Regions from separate parts of the Mus musculus genome. Here region 1 is linked to region 2. Evidence: chromatin contacts called from public HiChIP or PLAC-seq data. All regions are on one chromosome and are shown on one strand. Each heading gives the region's core, a stretch centred on a gene start, on an enhancer-like site or on the middle of the called end of the contact. The rest is flanking DNA. Distances are from core to core; before and after follow the strand shown.

Region 1 (5,276 bases), core at 154-2,653, 220 kb after region 2:
AGGATTACGGAAGCTTGAGGAGGTGGCGTCTAACAGGTCACCAGGCAGGGGGCTGGGGTTGGGGTCCAGGTTTTAGAGGATAGATCCTTGTCCTGGTAGTTTCCAGTTGCTCTCTGCTTCCTGTCCACCACAAGGTGATGTGTAGAACGGCCTTTTCTAGCTCTCACCGCCATGATGTTTTGATGGAACACACGTAGCCAAGCAACCGTGTGCAGAAGACAGTGTGAGTCAGAAGTTACACTTCTTCCCTGAAGGCTACAGCCATAAGAAAAATACCAGCAGCGGATAGGTTGCTAAGTTCACTGTGCTCTGCCTTCTCCACCTGTGGAAAGGCTAGCGGAAGCTAAGGGAACTAGTCCCCACAGCAACGAATCCCGGTGGAAGCTTCAATCAGTATACCACACCCCTGCTTTTGATTCTGAGCATCCCATTTTTCAGAAACCCCAGAGCCCCCGAGGCTGGGGCAAATGCGGTGGAATTGAGTCTGTGATTGACCTGCATTCATTATCATATCCCACTTTTCAGAAAGTCAAGAGTTCTTTGTCTCTGGTTGTACTTGCTTTGTTTAGTTCCCACTAGGAAGCAGGTCCCACACAACTGTCTTCAGGACAAGTCCAGTCTTCAAGGACATTTGCTAAACACTGAGGCAAAAAAAAAAAAAAAAATAGACTTCCTCATTTTTCTTATTTGTCCTAAATGAGGAACACCAGGAAGGAAAGAATGTGGTAGGATGTAAGATGTGTTTGTCAACCAGGGCCGCCAGTTCTTAAGTACTCTTGACAGATGAGCAACATGTATGTTAAGAATCCCGAGACTTGACCATCCTGAAAATCTTGGGTTCCAGTTTATCTGTTTATTAACAGTGTGCTCAGAGAGAGGTACTTAATGTCTGTGAGTTTCTTACTACATTCATCTACAAAAAAAAAGAGAGAGAGAAAAATGACTGTAGTTAACACAACTTCTGATGTTTAGTGAGAGTTCACAAGGCAGGAGGGGTGGGTGGTTAACTGTGAGAGCCATTTGAGGGAGTTAGTACATAGAAGGTGAGTGGGTTGCTAGGTAATCACAAGAGCAGGGCCAAGTCTGATGGGGTGAATTCGTTTCCTGGAACTTCCAGGGCAAAGTAGAAAGGCAAATGGGTGGCTTAGAAAGACAGAAGTTTGTTAGAAGTCTGAAAGTAACATCAGTGGGGACTCACTCTAGGAGACCACTGGGAAGGGTCTGTCCTGGCCTCTTCTAGCTTCTGATGGCCCTAGATGTCCCTTGGCTCATGGCCTTGTGTCTCAGTAGTTTCACATGCCATTCTGGATGTCTCTTTCCATTGCCCTCCCCCCATGCATGTCTGTGTTTGTGTTCAGAGGACACCAGTTGTACTGGATTGCATACCACTCAGATGACCTCATCTCCACGTCCTTACATCTGCAAAGACCTCCCATTGAAGTCACGGAGAGGCTTAGGGTTAGGAGATCAACAGAGCTCTGTGGGGAATGCAATTCAGCTCATTTGTAAGTGAGCAGATCTCCTAGAATTACATGACACTCAACAGGCCCAGCCAGACCTTTAAAGTTTGCTAATGTCCCCACAAAATGGGCAAACATCTTGCATCCCAGAGGGGGCTATTAGCTAGTCTCTTGAGTATTTCCTAACCACAAAAGTTCCCTAGTCCTAAGAACAGGAAGGGGCTTTTCTCCTGAAATGAAGGACACCCAGAAAGAATTTGTTAACTCTGTTAACTTCAAGGCAAAGAGTTGTACAGTCCCAGATAAAGCTTAGGTCTGCAAAGTTCACGCTCTCTGCTCTGGCCCTGCATACTTCTTAAATGTCCGACCTTACTTAAATATGCGCTTTGATCTCTCCTGGGTCTCAAGACTGGTGAGTTAAAGAGAGACCATGTAAAAGCCCCTACCCCAAAGAGCGGAGATATCTCTGTTAACCAACTTCTCCCAGGAGGCCTGGGATGCTAAGGAGTATGAGCCCCACTCAGAGCTACAGTGAAAACTCCCAATATCCTCAGGCTTAGGAAGACTACAGGAACACAGCAAAGGTGAAAGTGAGCATATGAAAAGAGAAATTTAGAAGAGAGGACATTTTAAGAAGTCAGCTAGACTGAGTGCCAATACAATGTAACCAACCTTCCAACTGAACATGCTACAACTGCTCCTTAACAAAGCAGAGCTGCTCAGTCCTTAAATTGAATACTGTATCGGTTTCCTGGGGTCACTGTTACAAATCACCACCCACTAAGTGGCTTAAAAATGATAGCTGAGTGGTCCTTCCACGGGTGACTGCCCTTCTGTGGATGAGCATAGGATACACCCAGACATAGAAATATTATCCACTACTGAAAAAAAAAAAGGCTGTTAAGTCATGGGGGAAAAAAAAAACTTGTCTGAAACTTGGACAAATACTATGAAGTGAAAGAAATTGGTCTGAAAAAGACCAACATAGCTTTTAAGCATACATTGATCTGTAGAAGCCAAGACTAATGGAGACAGAAGTCATTGGTGAGTGCCAAAGCTTGGGGGAGAAGGAAAGAGGCTTAAGAGGGGCCAGTGAGCAGAGTGCAGGAGGACTTGGGTGAGGGGTATATACTGGAGCTGTGGGGGCAGGTTGTTCAAATGCACAGACAGCATCAGGTCCAAGCGCTGGATAACCCTGCTGTCTGCTCGTGCAACACATCGCTTGGTTTTGGTTTTGAAGCTAAGGTGGAGTTTAAGAAGAAGCTGTCCCAATACATATCTAAACCCGAGCCTTAAGGGGGAGTGAGGTGCTTGGTTAAGAAGAGAATGGTAAACACCCAAGACCTGGTTGCGGGGTTATGGAAAGAGCAATACCTGCCTGGGTCTGTCAGATGTTCCAGATGTCCTTCTAGTTGAGGAATGCCTCTGGTTGGGGAGGCTATGAGCCTGGGGGACCGGGGATGTCTGAGAAATCTCTGCCTTCTGAGTTGTTCTTGAGACGTAAAACTACAAAGCTAGATCTTTAAAATAAGTCAGTTACTAGGCACAGTTGGCTCCTCTGGAGAGCTGCCTCCTCCTGTTTGGCCAGCAGTCTCTCACATTCCTCAGCTTGTAGAAGCGTAGTCGCCCTGATTGTCTTCCTTAGGTGGCTTTCTTGTCACATCTCTTCCCATGGTTTACTCCCTGCCCGGATTTCTTACTGGATTAGAACCCACCCTGATGACTCTGCCTTAAAGCCTAATTTCCAAATAAGGTCACATTCTGAGGTACTGGTAGTTAGGTTGTCAAATCAGGTCCTGGGGAGGTCAGGATGCATGACAAATACTGGGAGGCCGTAAAACTTTAACATGACATTTCATAGCTAAGTTCTTCAGCTATAAGTGGGGTAATTACTGGGTCTGTTTAAAATGCCAGCTGGCTGGACCAATGTTGGAGCAATGGGGATAGCTGGAGCTTTTCCTGGCACCCCACTGTCTAAAACCATCCCAGGGAGACTTAGGACCAAGCACCGGGCCTGGAGCTCTGACCTTGGCTCCTGCATGAGGTCTGGTACTGAGCCAGCCTCAAAGAGGCTGGGGGAGGGGATTCGCCTCTTCCACTTTGGGGCATGGGGAAGACAAAGCTCTCTGATGTTAAATTCCTGTCTACGTGTTAATGAGAAGTGGCATGGATTAAGAAAGAGGTAGAGAAAAGAAGAGATGAAACGCATTCCATCTGATAGATTTAAAACACACACACACACAAAACCCACCACCCCACCCCATGTTTTCCCCTATCTCCCCTCTACCCTCTACAAAAGCACAGGAAACCATGGGGCGGACCCTGAGCTTACACACAGGAGATGAGACGTACACCACCACCCCCCCCCTTTACATTTATTCTATGTGGATGTTGTAGTTTCCCCATTCCTCTGATAATTAATGTCATCACTGAAAAGGAGTTTGAGGTTCTTGAGTTGGTAAAAGCCTTCTTGAGGACGACGAGATGGCTCACGGGGTAAGTGCTTGCAGCACAGGCATGAGGATCTGAGTTCAAATCTCCGACACCCGCATAAAAACCCAAGCATGTCGGCTTGTGCCTATAACCCCAGCACTGAAGGAATAATGATGGTGGATGAGAAGGTGAGATAAGGAGACACTGTGCCCTTCAACAGCCTTTGTATACATGTACATCATATACATGTACATATACATATACATATACATATACCTGCACACATCACACACACAAACAAAATTTTAAAAAAATTAAAAATCCTCCCTGGGCTACCCCTCCCTTTTCATTGGAAAGCAACAACATGACCTGGAAGCCCTGTGTAGGCACAGAGCCCATTTGATGATGATGGTGATGGTGATGAGATGTTAATAATGATAATGATGATGACGACGACAACGATATAACAATGGTTAACACTCATTACTTACTATATGTTAAGCACTGTTTAAGGACTTGGAAAGTATTTGTTCATTTGATTATTAACACTACTAGCAGTAAGCAAGATCATCTTCATTTTACACATGAGCAAAATAAGGGCAGAGAGCTCCTTCCCGTGCCCATCTCTCCCCAGCCTGGGGGTGGGTAAAGCCTGAGTGCAGATGACTGCCCTGGCCCTGTACTCTGCAGCTTTTCCTGAATGAATGCTGGACCCTGTGTGTGTTTCCACAGTTCTGGCCTCTGGCCTTTGCGTGGTAAATCTGGCAGTGATTGTATCATTACATCAGTTCCTGACTGACGAGCAAGCTTCTTCTCCAGGAGGGGCAAGGCTGGAGCTGATGGAAGAAAACGGATCCAGGACCTTTGCTCTTCCTGGATTCAACCTGAAATTACCAACCTAGGGAACAATATACTGCCCCAAGGGTCCTAAAAAGAGATCATAGATGAACCCCTTTGCCCTGAACCCCCCACTACATTAGTGGCTCCTTTAATTCACCATTAGCCATACCGTGAAACTTTAGTATGCCAAGAAAGGTCAACTTATCTCAGCTTTGAATTTGTCCATATCTTAACTTCTAAATCCCTGTGCTGTCACATGTAAAAGAAGGACCTCCTGGAAAGAAATAAGTAACACCATGGTGCAAGCAGCCTGCACGCTGATGTCAGCCAGATGCTGGCTAACACACCCGTGTCTATAGTCCTGACCATGTGACTGGCTCCCCTGCGCAGGCTTATTTACCTGGACTGTACAATATGAACAGTTGAGTCCACCCAGCCTTGCTCTGAGGACCAGCTGTGAGGTCTCTTCCTAGCCCAGACGCTCCCACGCACGGGACTTATCTCGGTTAAAAGTTTCCCCGGACTTTTAAACCTTTTTTTCAA
Region 2 (4,892 bases), core at 21-2,520:
TTCTATAGCCATGTGCTTCCATCTGCTCTCTCCACATACACACAGTGGAATTAGATGAACACACCTCCCTGTGTCTTGAAAACTCGAGTGGGCATTGTTACGGCCTTTTCAGTCTTCTGGAGCTGTGTGGTGCCGACTCTCTTCAGTGCCTAAGCCATCAGCAGGCCAGGGCCACCCTTCAAAGTTCTGCTTCATGAGATGTTACACCGAAGATGCTGGAAGAGTTTGTGTGTATTTTTATTTTTATGGTGCTGGGGATTGACCCAAGGAGCTCACACCTTCCAGACCAGTGCCCTGCCACTGAGCTGCACCCTAGCCTGACCGTGTATTTTGTTAGCCTTGCCAGTGTTACTTATACAGGTTGTGAAGCCTTCTGATGGCTTTTCAATCCCAGACTGATGACCTCTTATTTGTCACTGTATTCTATAGCCTTATGCTTTCATCTGCTCTTTCCACTTGTACACACACACACACACACACACACACGCACACACACCCATACCCATCTGTGTGCTTCTAACATCATCTAGTAAGGCTAGAAGTAGGTTATGGACCTCTTGGAGTCAATGTGTGTGAGCAATACAGTTGAAGACAATGTTACTGGTTGGAAGTTAGCTAACATTCTTACCCGAGGATCACCACTTTAGGAGCCTCGTGGCAGCATCTCTGACAGGCTCCCTGTCTGCTGAGCCTGGTCTGTAACCTGCCTAGTAACGTATTTCTATTAGAGATCGATTTACGTGTAATCTGAGAATGCTTAATATTTTCAGAAGACAAACAAGGCATGGGATACTATACAGTAAGAAAATTCCCCCAGGGACTGCTTCACTGGTTTTCAGAACCATAAATAATTGCCTACAATCTTGTCAGTAAGTCCAGGTTAAAGCCGATCTCGCCCCTGACAGTTGTGCTTCTCACAACGCTGCAAGAGAACTTTGAATGCCCGCGGGAGAGCTAAAAGCAACCTGTTGTGCACAGTTCCAGACAGGCGTGTGTTTCTTTTTCTTGTGGTTGGCATAGTTGCTTCCTGTTTGTTTCCTGCTGGTCCACACTGAAGGAAAAGCCGAGTACCTAACTGAGTGTTGGATGTGGTCTGTACCTTGCCAGAGGAAGTAGATTGTTTAGTCTGGTTTAAGCACAGGATCAGGCAGATGCAAGACAGGGATAAAGAGTGGCGGCAAGAAATTTGTATAAGACTTGGACTCTGTCCCTGGAGAAGTGTACACAGCTGCACACACAGCAAGTCAGACACAAGGTGACGTGAAATGAGAGAAATGAGAGGAAAGGTCAGCTAGAGCTGGCTGCCAATGGCGGCTGAGGTGTTTGTCACCTTTGGCATTTAGTAGGATATTTTCAGAATCATGGAGTTCAAGCCCTCTTTCCTGGGAGACAAATAATTGCTTAGTGGTAGAGCTGAGCTAGCTTTTATGCAAGCCTACAAAATCTATAGTAGCCTTTATTCTTAAATAGCGTAAGATTTTAACTGTAATTTAACTAAACAAATTAAATTATAATTATTTGAATACATTATTTAAATTATAAGTGATTTAAGTGAATAAATTTGGTAAATTATAGTGAATGAAAAGTTAACTAAAACTGAAAGGTGAATTCATCTCTCTCTTGCTTAATTTTAAAGCAGCAGCTATTACCCTGCCATCAGGTTACAGGGTAATTTAATACCCTGTTTTCTTTGGTTTCCCCAGGCTATCTTTTAATTGTATGTATGTGAAACTAAAAATTTAGAAGTCTAAAATTAAATTTACTTGTATGGTCACCTGTAATGGACAGTCTCTTCTTTCAGCCCTTACTGATAATAGAAGAATACACAGCGTCGTTGTCCCATAGGTCCAGTGGGGACAAAGAGGGGTGGGTGGGGGTCTCACAGTTGGCTGCCACCAGATTCACTGAAGCTGGGTGGTGTTTTTGCTTTTTTGTTTTTAATCCTAAAATATGGGCTTTCCTTTCGTCCTGTAGCAACTCCTCCTGTGTCCCTGAGTGCTGCTTTTCCCCATTTCCTGCTGCTAAAAGATTTGTAGGCATTTTAGAGAAAAGCCAAAGAACACACAGAACAGATTTGTGCAGTTTGCTTGATTAGCACTAGGTATAAACAACTTTTTTGTTCCAGGCTAAGAACTGTTTAAATGCACCTCCCACACCTCGTTTCTTGCTCAGTTCATAATGAGAAAAGTCTTTAATCAAGGCTTCAACAATAAAGACTAGACTTGAAAGCCAAGAAAGTTAGAATTCACTCAGTTCAACTGTATGCCCAGGGCCCAGTGATTCAAGTCCTGCTTTTGGCCCAGGAGCTAGAGTACACATGAATGAGTGAGACACACAAGGTCCTGCCTATGGTGGATCCTATGTGCCCCTTCTGATCTTTCAGAAATGTCACCCAAAAATGCACATCTGATATGACCTTCCTTGGAGTGCTCTCATGCAAAAGCCTGTTGCTGGGGAATCTTTAACCTTTATTCCTTATAACCTGCAATCCCATGTAAAAAGTGCATTCTTGGTGGATCCAGTGGTGACATACCTAATGTATCTGACGGACCATATAGCTCCATGTTTTGTGCCTCCTAGCAGGCAACCTTCGAAAGCACTGCTCACAGATGCACAGATTCCAGTTATATTCTTGTAAGGATGGTGAGGCACTGCCCGGAGAGCTGGAGTCACAGAGCAGAGTTCTCATTCTGGCAGAAGCCAGGATTTGTTCAAGTGCTTCTCCCAGAGGTGTTGGGTGGGGCATTGTGGTTGAAGTACAGTGTCCTGTGTTCTAGTTTGTTACCATGACTTAGAGGGAGTGCCGGCAGGTTGACTTTCTTTTTTTCTTCTTCTTCTTCTTCTTCTTCTTCTTTTTTTTTTTTTTCAGTTTTCCGAGACAGGGTTTCTCTGTATAGCCCTGGCTGTCCTGGAACTCACTTTGTAGACCAGGCTGGCCTCAAACTCAGAAATCCGTCTGCGTCTGCCTCCTGAGGGCTGGGATTAAAGGCGTGCGCCACCACGCCCAGCCTGCAAATTGACTTTCGGAAGCTACTCCTGCACGTAGAAAATAAGTTATTTAAGTTTTCCATTTTGGGTATCAATTTACTCACATGGTTTTCTCCTAAACTTTCGTTCTTTCTTATCTGAAATGCTTCCACCATTTCCAGTGGTTGCAGTGGGTTTCGAGAAGCTCCTGCATAGAGACTGGAGAATTAAAGATGCTCTAGGTATTCCGATGCTTGCCTATGGTAGGCTCGGCCCTCCAGAGGCTGGGGTAGAAAATTTCCAGTTCAAGGCAAGCCTGTGCCACATAGTTAAACGCTGAAGACACCAGGTGTAAAGTGAAGAGATGGCTTCAGAGGGACTGTGATGGAAAGAAGGTAGAGAGAGAGAAAGAACCTGGTGCCATTTCCAAGAAGGCGCTCTTGGACTTGGTTAAACGTGAACTGGAGACTGGGGTGGTGTTCTGCTAGAATGTGTGAAGCCCTGCCTTTTGATCAACAGCGCTGCATAAAACTGGGTGTGGTGGTGCAGGCGTCCTCATAGCACCCGGGGGGGCGGGGGGGGGGGTGGTGGTGGTGGAAAGAGGAGAATCGGAGATTCTGTGTCATCCTCAGCTACGAAGTGAGGCTAAGGTTAGCCTGGGCTACATGAGTCCTAATGATTTAAATAAATAAATAAACAAATCAATAAATCAAAAGCTGAGCTAGGCAGGAGGTGTGATACCTGACTACACATTTTAGCTTCTGTTTGGTGGCCCAGTGGATGGATTTTTAAGAGTATAATGCATAGCATCTTTTGCTGGTTTGGTTTGGGGCAGTGCAGCGGGGAAGTTCTGTTTACTTAGCTTTCCTAGGATGAAGCATTTAGTATATGCCAACTTTTAGTAACAAGCAATGGCTTCCCTGTGGTTTTCTTAATTTGCTATTTTAAAATGTCAGCCGCTTAGGTCTCATTGACTGATTAGTAACCAGTCTAAGCATTTTAAGAATTTGTAAGTAATTAGTTTACTCTGTGAATAGCTTGAGGCATTATTAAAATAGAATGTTAACTTCATTGGAAACTTTTTTTTTTTAAGTTCTCTTTCTGTTAGTGGCATGCTATAGTCTGGAGGCCTTTGTTTAGTGGACTCACACAGGGATGAGTCATTAAATAAAAGCAAACCTTGGGCAAGGACTTGGCCTGCTGGCTCCTGTTGCATCGAAGTCAAACCACTGAGTCCCCTGTGATGCACTCCAGCTTCCTGATGCAAACCTAGAACATGTTTCTGAGATCGCACAGGTGACCTCTAGACCTGGCCATCTGCTTCCTGGGCTTAGCTGTTTTAAGTCAGACAGACTTGCTCCTCCCTGTTTCCTGTGAGAACACTGGGACTGATGTCCAGTTAGCACGCAGCCTTTACCAGAGCTGAGCAAAAATTAAAACATTCTCTTTCACCTTCAGTGTTAGAAACAGCAGTAAACAATGCAGAAGACCAGGGTTTAAGTGCTGACTGCAAGGACAGCTCAGTTTTTATAGACTTAAAAGCCTTGAGACTTGAACAGGCCTTTTGGATCTGCTTAGTATTTTTGTTAACAGCTGTAGTGAGCTAAAACCCACATGTAACTGCCCCTGAGAGTGGTTTTTAGTGTGTAGTTAGTTGTACAAGTAACTGTAGAGGATGGTTCCAGACGTCCCTGCAGTTAACAAAAATCTGTAGGTCGATGTTCAAGTCCCGGTGTGAAGCAGGTGGTGTCTGTACATAGCTGATGCACGTTGCCTCCTACTCCTCAGATTGTCTGTGGCCTCGAACTGTGGGAATCGGTGCTCTACTCTGATGCAGGGAGTGGCAAGGGGAAAAGGTTTCGACTGGTGCAGATGCATTTGTTTCCCGACAGTTTCCATTGGTGACCGATTGAATCCGTATCTGA

The links. HiChIP or PLAC-seq counts read pairs in DNA pulled down with a chosen protein or histone mark.
Region 1: a contact with region 2 is called in a FOXA1 HiChIP or PLAC-seq map of pancreatic cancer cells. The contact joins two enhancer-like sites. A contact is called at or near these places in 8 of 39 promoter capture datasets (the 3T3-L1 cell line, the C10 cell line, cranial neural crest and 5 more), 3 of 484 Hi-C or Micro-C datasets (3T3-L1-derived adipocytes, the C2C12 cell line and bone marrow-derived macrophages), 7 of 115 datasets of contacts at active chromatin or transcription factors (embryonic limb bud, embryonic stem cells, epiblast stem cells and 2 more) and 1 of 9 other capture datasets (adipose tissue).

Annotation. Positions count from the first base shown.
Region 1 is chr6:34,716,013-34,721,288 of GRCm38.p6, forward strand. The region is part of intron 3 of Cald1 (caldesmon 1); the gene reads left to right. It overlaps Gm38787 (a long non-coding RNA gene), which reads right to left. Exons shown (of 3, transcript XR_868972.2): 2 at 1-913. Among named protein-coding and RNA genes, the nearest start is that of Gm38787, 14 kb to the right of the region's middle. Within about 2 kb of position 1,404, at least 104 of the 459 cell types and tissues checked have an H3K27ac peak or open chromatin away from gene starts, as enhancers often do. A contact at or near this core is called in liver and pancreatic cancer cells, where this site is marked.
Region 2 is chr6:34,494,206-34,499,097 of GRCm38.p6, forward strand. The region is part of intron 2 of Bpgm (2,3-bisphosphoglycerate mutase); the gene reads left to right. Among named protein-coding and RNA genes, the nearest start is that of Gm52898, 15 kb to the right of the region's middle. Within about 2 kb of position 1,271, at least 68 of the 459 cell types and tissues checked have an H3K27ac peak or open chromatin away from gene starts, as enhancers often do. A contact at or near this core is called in liver and pancreatic cancer cells, where this site is marked.